Linked DNA regions of Mus musculus: region 1 is linked to region 2. A link is a contact called in public Hi-C data. All regions are on one chromosome and are shown on one strand. Each heading gives the region's core, a stretch centred on a gene start, on an enhancer-like site or on the middle of the called end of the contact. The rest is flanking DNA. Distances are from core to core; before and after follow the strand shown.

The links. A called contact is a pair of places that touch in the nucleus more often than the background predicts.
Region 1: a contact with region 2 is called in a Hi-C map of forebrain, with 3 times the contacts expected there. The contact joins the promoter of Agk here to the enhancer-like site in region 2. A contact is called at or near these places in 6 of 39 promoter capture datasets (the 3T3-L1 cell line, cranial neural crest, embryonic stem cells and 2 more), 1 of 484 Hi-C or Micro-C datasets (forebrain), 3 of 115 datasets of contacts at active chromatin or transcription factors (embryonic basal ganglia and embryonic stem cells) and 1 of 9 other capture datasets (embryonic stem cells).

Annotation. Positions count from the first base shown.
Region 1 is chr6:40,324,003-40,327,880 of GRCm38.p6, forward strand. Agk (acylglycerol kinase) reads left to right here and starts at 1,476. Exons shown (of 16, transcript NM_023538.2): 1 at 1,476-1,528.
Region 2 is chr6:39,902,685-39,906,477 of GRCm38.p6, forward strand. All of the region lies in intron 1 of Tmem178b (transmembrane protein 178B), which reads left to right. Among named protein-coding and RNA genes, the nearest start is that of Tmem178b, 33 kb to the left of the region's middle. Within about 2 kb of position 1,362, at least 25 of the 459 cell types and tissues checked have an H3K27ac peak or open chromatin away from gene starts, as enhancers often do. A contact at or near this core is called in forebrain, where this site is marked.

The sequences.
Region 1 (3,878 bases), core at 226-2,725, 420 kb after region 2:
TGGGTTCTATAAGAGAGCAGGCTGAGCAAGCCAGGGGAAGCAAACCAGTAAGGAACATCTCTCCATGGCTTCTGCATCAGCACCTGCTTTCTAACCTGTCTGAGTTCCAGTCCTGACTTCCTTTGATGATGAACAGCAATATGGAAGTGTAAGCTGAATAAACCCTTTCCTCCCCAACTGCTTCTTGGTCATGTTTGTTCGGGAATAGAAACCCTGACTAAGACAAATGGGCTCATGGCTTTATTTTATTTTCTGATTCATAAGTGTCCAACTAACCTATTCTACGGTGGAACGTGTCATTCAGGGCAACTTGAATCTGTGTTCCAAAACCATTGCCATTCATACTTGGCTCAGAATACATTTATTTCCTGTTTCCTAGGGAGACAGCAGTGAAGAAATGTCTATTTTCTCCAGATAGTGACAGGAACAGACCCCGAAGAAATGATTCCACTAAAGTCTAGATTTGTGGATCCATGAATTTGATTGGGGTAGTGAGGAATTACCTATAGGAACATGAGCAACTTAGAGGAGGCAATACCAGTGAAGAAGTTCCCTCAACACTCCTCAGCCCCTCTGGCCCAGTAACCTTTAATTGCTTGTACATCTTGTGGAAGATGGGAGTCCCTAGAGATCAAATATTAGTGGATCCAGTCTTGGGACATCTCAGGCGAGTTCCCATTTGAAGATGTTCCTACTGAAAAACTGTTCCCATTTAAGACAGCAATGTTGTGCCCTCAGGGCAGACTTCTAAGAGTCCTCTTTGCAGCAAAATCTGTTTTATTTTGTTGACATCTTCCTCGCAGTGAAAGGTGGCAAGATAAAAAGTTTTTGTAACTGCCTTGGTGTAAGGCAGCTAACAGGAAGCTTCTCTGCACCTGCCCTTCATCTTCAGCCCAGCGATCTTTATATTTTAACAAGACACATTTTTCTGTTGTCCAACACCCCTGTGGGCTCTCCTGCTGCATGGCTCCCTTTTCTCATAGCTCTTTCTGCCTCCAGCACACAGGCCTAAGGGTTCTGTGATTTTGTGCCTGATTTCCCCAGCCTCAGCCCCACTCCCACCCCACCCTGCTCTTCCGTGCATCCAGACCTGATCATCATCTTCCTGCTCTCTGGAGCTCAAACTTCCGCTCGTTAATTTAACACAGTGCCTCCTCATCTCCCGCCCTGTCGCTGGGTTTTGTTTTATTTTGTTTCATTTACCACTATGCCTTAGCCATTTAATTACTTTCTGATTTAGTTCCAAATCGTAAAACTGTTCTTATTATGTATTGTGAACTTTCCAGAAACGACTGGCTGGCGACAGATGGATAGATGAAAGATTGAATGAACAAGTAATGTGAGAGAAAGGGAAGGGAGGGCGGTGGCTGCTGCGAGCCCATCCCTAGGTCACGGGAGGGCTCGCCCCCGCCTGGCTCGCGCTGCTCCGCGTCGGAACCCGAGAGCAGAGGGAGCGGTTTCCCTGAAAAGAGAGGGAGAGTTTTGTGAGAGCACACAGGAAAGGCCGGGCGCTGAGCGGCGGGCAGCGGTGAGTTCGGGGAGCAAGCTAGGGCCGCGGGATGTGTGTTGTCAGGGTGTGGAGCGCAGCCGCTGGTGGCTGCGTTGAGCAGAGCGTCCGGGGAACCCGCCTGGCGTCCGGGGATCGGCCACGCGGTTGCTGACTGCGGTGGGGCGGGAGGAGGGGAGATTGGGCCGGGCCAGCATGGCGTGCACGCCCGTTGTCCCTGCGAGTCAGGTGTGCCGGTTCGAGTCCCAGAGCCGTCCCTAACCTGTGAACCCCTCAGCTACTTCCCACCTTGGGCTGTGGGGTACTCCGGAACAAAAAAACGGGGCCAGTAATATTTGAACCCTAAAGGGTGGGTCGGTTCATTCGTTCTATTTATTAGGTTCTGCAGATGTGGATGACTAGAATCTGTTCTAAAAAGCTCTTTAGTGAGAAAACCCCTACTTTTCTTGTCAGAAGAGGGTCAGAATTTGAGAGTTTTTGGGTTTGGGGAAAGCCTGTTTGGAAGGCAAAGATATGTTAATTTAGGCATAAAATTTGAGATTTTTAACTGACATTAGTGAGAATGAAAATTTTGGCTACTGAGAAGGGAATATACACTGAATGTATTACAGATTGTGAAGACAAATACAGATTTTATTCACAACTGCTTCACTGCAAAAATTAATGGTGTTTCCCTTTTTCTCTAGGGAAAATGTTAATTGACTTATCCAGGGTCTCACCATCTGTAAACGACAAAGCTAGGATTTCGTTAAGCACCTTGGCCAGTCCTCTTTGCACACTAGGCTGCCTGCATATTTCCCTCATCTTTTAATAATATAGAAAGCATTTAAGACAGGGTGGGCGTGGCTTTTTAAAAAGACAGTCCACTCAGAGTGTTGTCGACTGTCCGATATTCGTTCCATGCCCCTCTCTACTTGGGTGATGTTCCAGCCTTCCAGCAGGTGGAACAGTCTAGAGTCTCCTTAACTGCACACTGTTTCCCCACAAACCTACAATGTAAATCCAAAGCCTTGAAATCACTTAACAATCCGTTGCCCAAGCACAAAACCTGGCTCCGTTTCCTCGTCCTTCACCTCTTGCAATCAGTTGATCATCAAGCCCTGCCCATTTCTATTTCATAAAGACCTCCAAATCATTTGTTGACTCTTGTCTAGAATTTGTGGCAGTCACCCCTCGAATGGCTCCTTTTAGATTTACTTTCAGGTTCTGGCAGTCTGTTTTATATTCTGCACCTCAAATGTGATTGTTATTCATCTGCTAAAAAAAAAAAATCTCAAGTTTTAAACATAATATTGTTTTAAACATAATATCCAAAGACCTTAGTGCGGATTCAAAGCCTTTTCAAATCTTCCCCCTCCCCATGACCCCATCGTTCATCTTAAAACATTGATTTTTAATGTCTGGTGTGTTTGCAACCTCCATTGCAATTATGTTAGTAACTGCTAACTAAAAATCATATGACTACTCAGTTCAGGAACAAAGTAGGCTTTTGGGGAAGGAAGATGATGACCAAGAATATATATTTACAACAAATTTTGTGCATTTTAAATAAGGTTTAATAAAGACAGTAAGGGCTGGGAGTCACTGTTGTAGATGCTATCCTGTATGTATAATATCGATGGTGTTTAGGGCATGGTCATCCCCAAGTCGTACATTGGCAGTTGGGGAAACAGTAGAAGCAGGAAGTTGTTGCTAACCTGAAGCAGACTTCCTGTATAAGGCTCTTGTGTTAGAGCTACCTGTCAGATGCTTGTAGGAAAAGAAATAGTACTTTTATTTCTTAAGATGAAGGGACACAGAAGAACCCAAACAAACAGACCTTGCTGGTCTTTTAAGTCATAGCACCTTGTTCAGTCATGTTTCTGTAGAACTTACTGCTTTTCATCAAATTGACCACACACACAGGGATTTATTTCTGAAGGTTCTGTGTCATGAAAGCTCACATTGAATAGATGTATATGCTTTTTCCTTGTTAATATGTCTTTTGTTATAAGATTCTTAGTTTTAGTAATGGTTGAGAAGAGAAATTACTTCAGTCTACTACTTACCTGTGTTTTTCAAATCACACACACACACACACACACACACACACTGCCTTTGTATACTTATTAGTTCAGGTCGTTATAACTGGGATAGCTTAAATAACAAAGATTACTTTTTACAATGTGCAAACTGGAAGTATGAACCCACAATGGTTGTTGGCACTGGGCATGGTACCCTCTTCCTAGTTTGCAAATGGCTGTCTCATTGCTGTGTTTTCAGATGGTTTGGAGGTGGAAGGGATGTGAGGCTGTCTTCTTAGAGGGGTACTAGTCCATTCATGAGGACAGCATCCTTAGGACCCCATTATTTCTACATCCTAATACCATTT
Region 2 (3,793 bases), core at 112-2,611:
TTAATGAATGACAATAAAATATTTCATGCAGTCTTTGTTTTTCTGTTTAACCTTTGAAAATTAGAATAATGGAGTTTTACCTCTCTTGTGTCTCTGTTTTGGTCAGTGTTGACATGGTAACATTCATTTCTTCAGAGACAGGCCTCGCTGTGGAGTAAAGAGCCTTAGGTGGAATGGTTGAAGGATCAACTCTTGTTTTCTCTGGTGCGGTGGAGATGCTTCTGAGACTCGGGGGGCGGGGGAGGGGGGAGTCTGAGGCTTACTGGCTATTCCTTGGTGTTTCTGGTGGCTTGGGAGCTGCCGTCAGGGTCATAGTCCAGAAACACATCTTATGCTGCCTTAGTGGTCCTTCAACTTTATTTGATGGCAACAAAGAAAACAGAATGGTAGATCCTGGTGGGTTATGATCAGTTATGAAACAGATACATACACACATATACACATAAGTATGTATGTGAATACTTACTTATGTTTGCATACATACTCGTGTGTGTGCATGTGCACAGTGTTTCCCTTAAAATATGCTCTATTTCAAGGGAGCAAACATCTTCTTTGGGTTGGGATTTTGTTTTTAATGTCTCTATTGTAAAAAGAAAAAAAAATCACTTCATCATTGTGTCGAATTGGCCAGGAAAATGAACAATCTGACCCAGGGCGTTCTTTCTCAGCCTTGCCATCACCCTGTCTTTGTTCCTCTTCCAGTTCCTGGACTGTGTGTGTGTGTGTGTGTGTGTGTGTGTGCACGCATGTGTGTGTCTCCATTCTATGCTAACTTCTATGGCAGAGAGGGTTTAAATCTTTTTTAGTGGGTTTGATGGGGATGTTTGAGGTGAGAATCAGTGAAAAAGAGGAGGGCGGTGGGAGAGTAATTGCTACTTGATGGCAGAACAGGCACCGTAAAGAGGTTAGCAACCCTTTTTTTTATTGCCTGCAATGCAGAGGTTTTGTAATTAGTAGTTTCATTAGAGAGTGTGAACGACTATTAAATGGTTCAGCCAAACAAAGCATTCATTGTATTGGAAAATTTACTGTAATCAGATAGAAAAAGTACTGGTTTTGTAAATCATTTGTCAGGATGGGGAGAGGTTCCCCGTTTGGAACCCTTTTCTTATTAAAAAAAAAGTCCCTCTTCTGGCTTTAAATGTCTAGATCATGGTAGTTTGGAGGAACCGCTGGCCTCTCCCAGGGAGGATCTACTGCATGGCTTCCCCTGTCTAGTAGCCCGAGGCACGTTTTTTTCCATTGATGGAGACTGGCAGTCCGCAGGTTTTGGGGGGTTGGGACAGTTGTGCTTGGCAGTGGTCCTGCCGCTACAGATTTCACTCTGTAACTCTCCTACACTGCTGCTATAAGGCCAACAGGAACGTGCTAGCTTCTAAGCATATGCAAGTTTCCTGGCGTAGAGAATGCTTATGGGGCTTTGCCCACACACCAACTGTCTCTGTTTAGGAGTAGCTGTCCCTATTTTTTAACCATATTCACACTTTGTCGATCTGGAGGGGTACAGTGTATTTTAATCGCGCCCTGAGGCGGCTTTGTGGCTAGGTTAATTATAACCTTCTCTTATATTTGCACAATGTTTTTCAGGCTTAACAGTTTCCCACTTACCACAGATCTTTTGATTTCTCAGGCTTCCTTGATGTAGGCAGGGCATCTCTGTTTCACAGAGGGAAAGGTTGATGCTTACTGAACTAAATCCAGTTGTCCAGTTAGGTAGCTAAGGTATAGGCAGCCAGGTTTCAAGAGGTCCCTGTCTGGGCACCTCTCCATCACAGGTTACCAATTTTACTGTTCTCCCAGGTCCATTGTTCTGGCTAGTTCTTTGTCAACTTGATACAAGATACAGGCATCTGGGATGAGGAACCTCAATTAGGAAATTGTCTATGAGATTGCCTATAGGCAAGTTGTGTGTGTGTGTGTGTGTGTGTGTGTGTGTGTGTGTGTAATATTTTCTTGATTAATGGTTGATGTAAGAGGGCCCAGTGGGTGTGGTGCTGCCTGGTAATAGATCGTCCTGAGTGGTAGAAAAAGGTGGGCTGAGCAAGCCACTGAGAGCAAGCTAGGAAGCTGCATTCCTCTGTAACCTCTGCTTCACTTTCTACCTTGGGCTCCTGCCCTGACTTCCCTGGAGGATGGACGACCAGCTGTAAGATGAAATAAACTCTTCCTCCCCAAGCTGCTTTTGGCCATGGTCTTTAACACAACAGCAATACACCAGAGCAATACAAAGCAAAACTAAGATACCCATGCTCCAAGAGCCTCTCTCATACCTTCATGTGGGTCCCAAGAGCCACAACCAGTCCTTAGACTTGGTGGCAAGCGCTGTCACCTACTGAGCCACCTTGTTGGCTCATTTGGGATTTTCTCTACTGCTGGTTTCTATTGTTTTCTCTGCATCCAGTTTTCTATCAAATCTGGAGGGAAAAAAAGATTGCCCCCACCCCCAGGATGTCAGTTCACCTCTCGTGTGACCTTCCACAGGCAGAAGCCAATCTAGGCCTGCTGAGTCACAGCTGGGGTGTAGACTGTGGGGGCAGAAAACGAGAAGTGCCCTTGGTCTTGGACTCTGACAGACAGACTGAGGCTGTTAAGCATCCCCGGTGGACTGTATCTTCTTTGATACAAAATTAAAATCTAGGTGCTTTCTGGTTTCCCAGTGTCAGTTTCCATTTCTTCTTATACTTTCTTGCAATTAGAATAAGGCACCTAATGCTTTAAAACCTACTGTGATGTATGTGTATGCCTGTCCTATTGGCAGTGACTCATTTGTAGGAAGGCACTGTATCTCATTTGTCTCTTTATTCCTGTATCTGACTGGTACATAGAAGGTACTCAGTAAATGCTGGTTGATTGAGTTAAATCTTTCATTTTTTGTATTATTTACTTATTTAAAAGTTACTATTTTGGTATGTATCCCAGGCTGACCTTGAATTTACTACTATGTATCCCAGGTTGGTTGGCTTTGAACTCATGGCAATGTGATTTTTCGGCTTCAGCTTCCCCAACACTGAGATTAGAGGCATTCTCTGTTACTCCCTGTGACTCAGTGAATGGAAAGTTTGGAAGGAGGACTAAGATTATTATTTATCTTCATATAGCTTTTGGGAACAAAATGGAAGCAATTTGAATTTGTATAATAATGAGAAACTTTGAAGTAGTACTGTGTTTTTCCATCTATTTAATCATAGTGTTGCTGACACATTTTCATTTTAAGATTTATTTATTGGCAGATTTTACTAAGACTGTATTAGTGCAGGGATTATGTCCTTTTCCCTTAGTAAGCCCTTATCAGTGCAAAGAAGACAGAGTTGCCTGGATTCAGGATCTTTGCAGGAACCATCTCCCCTGCATTGCTGCTGTCAAGGCAGCGTACCAAAATGAAAACAATTCACTCTCTTTCTCCCCCACCTATCCCAACACGGGCAGCCAAGAACACACAAATCCATGCGCTTTCAGAACTCATGATATTGGTTCTTAATTGAGTTGAGATAAATCAGAACCTTTACAGGTTGAGTCTACAAGAAACAGGGTTTGCTTTTTTTCTGGGTCTGCTGAGATGCGGGGGCTGCACCCTCAGTCCTTGGCAGAGCTGGAGGCTCACAGGGTTTGGATGGGCAGGCTCCTGCTGCTCTAGAGGTGAAACAACCTTGTTTTCATCCATGTAGGTCATGCAGTGGCAGGCAGGCTGACATGGGCCTCCTGGGGAGCTCTGGAAAGCTCTCTCTGTCCACACGAGAGGTGAGAGTCATCTTCAGGTGACAGAGACACATTAGTAGGTACAAAGGGACTCATT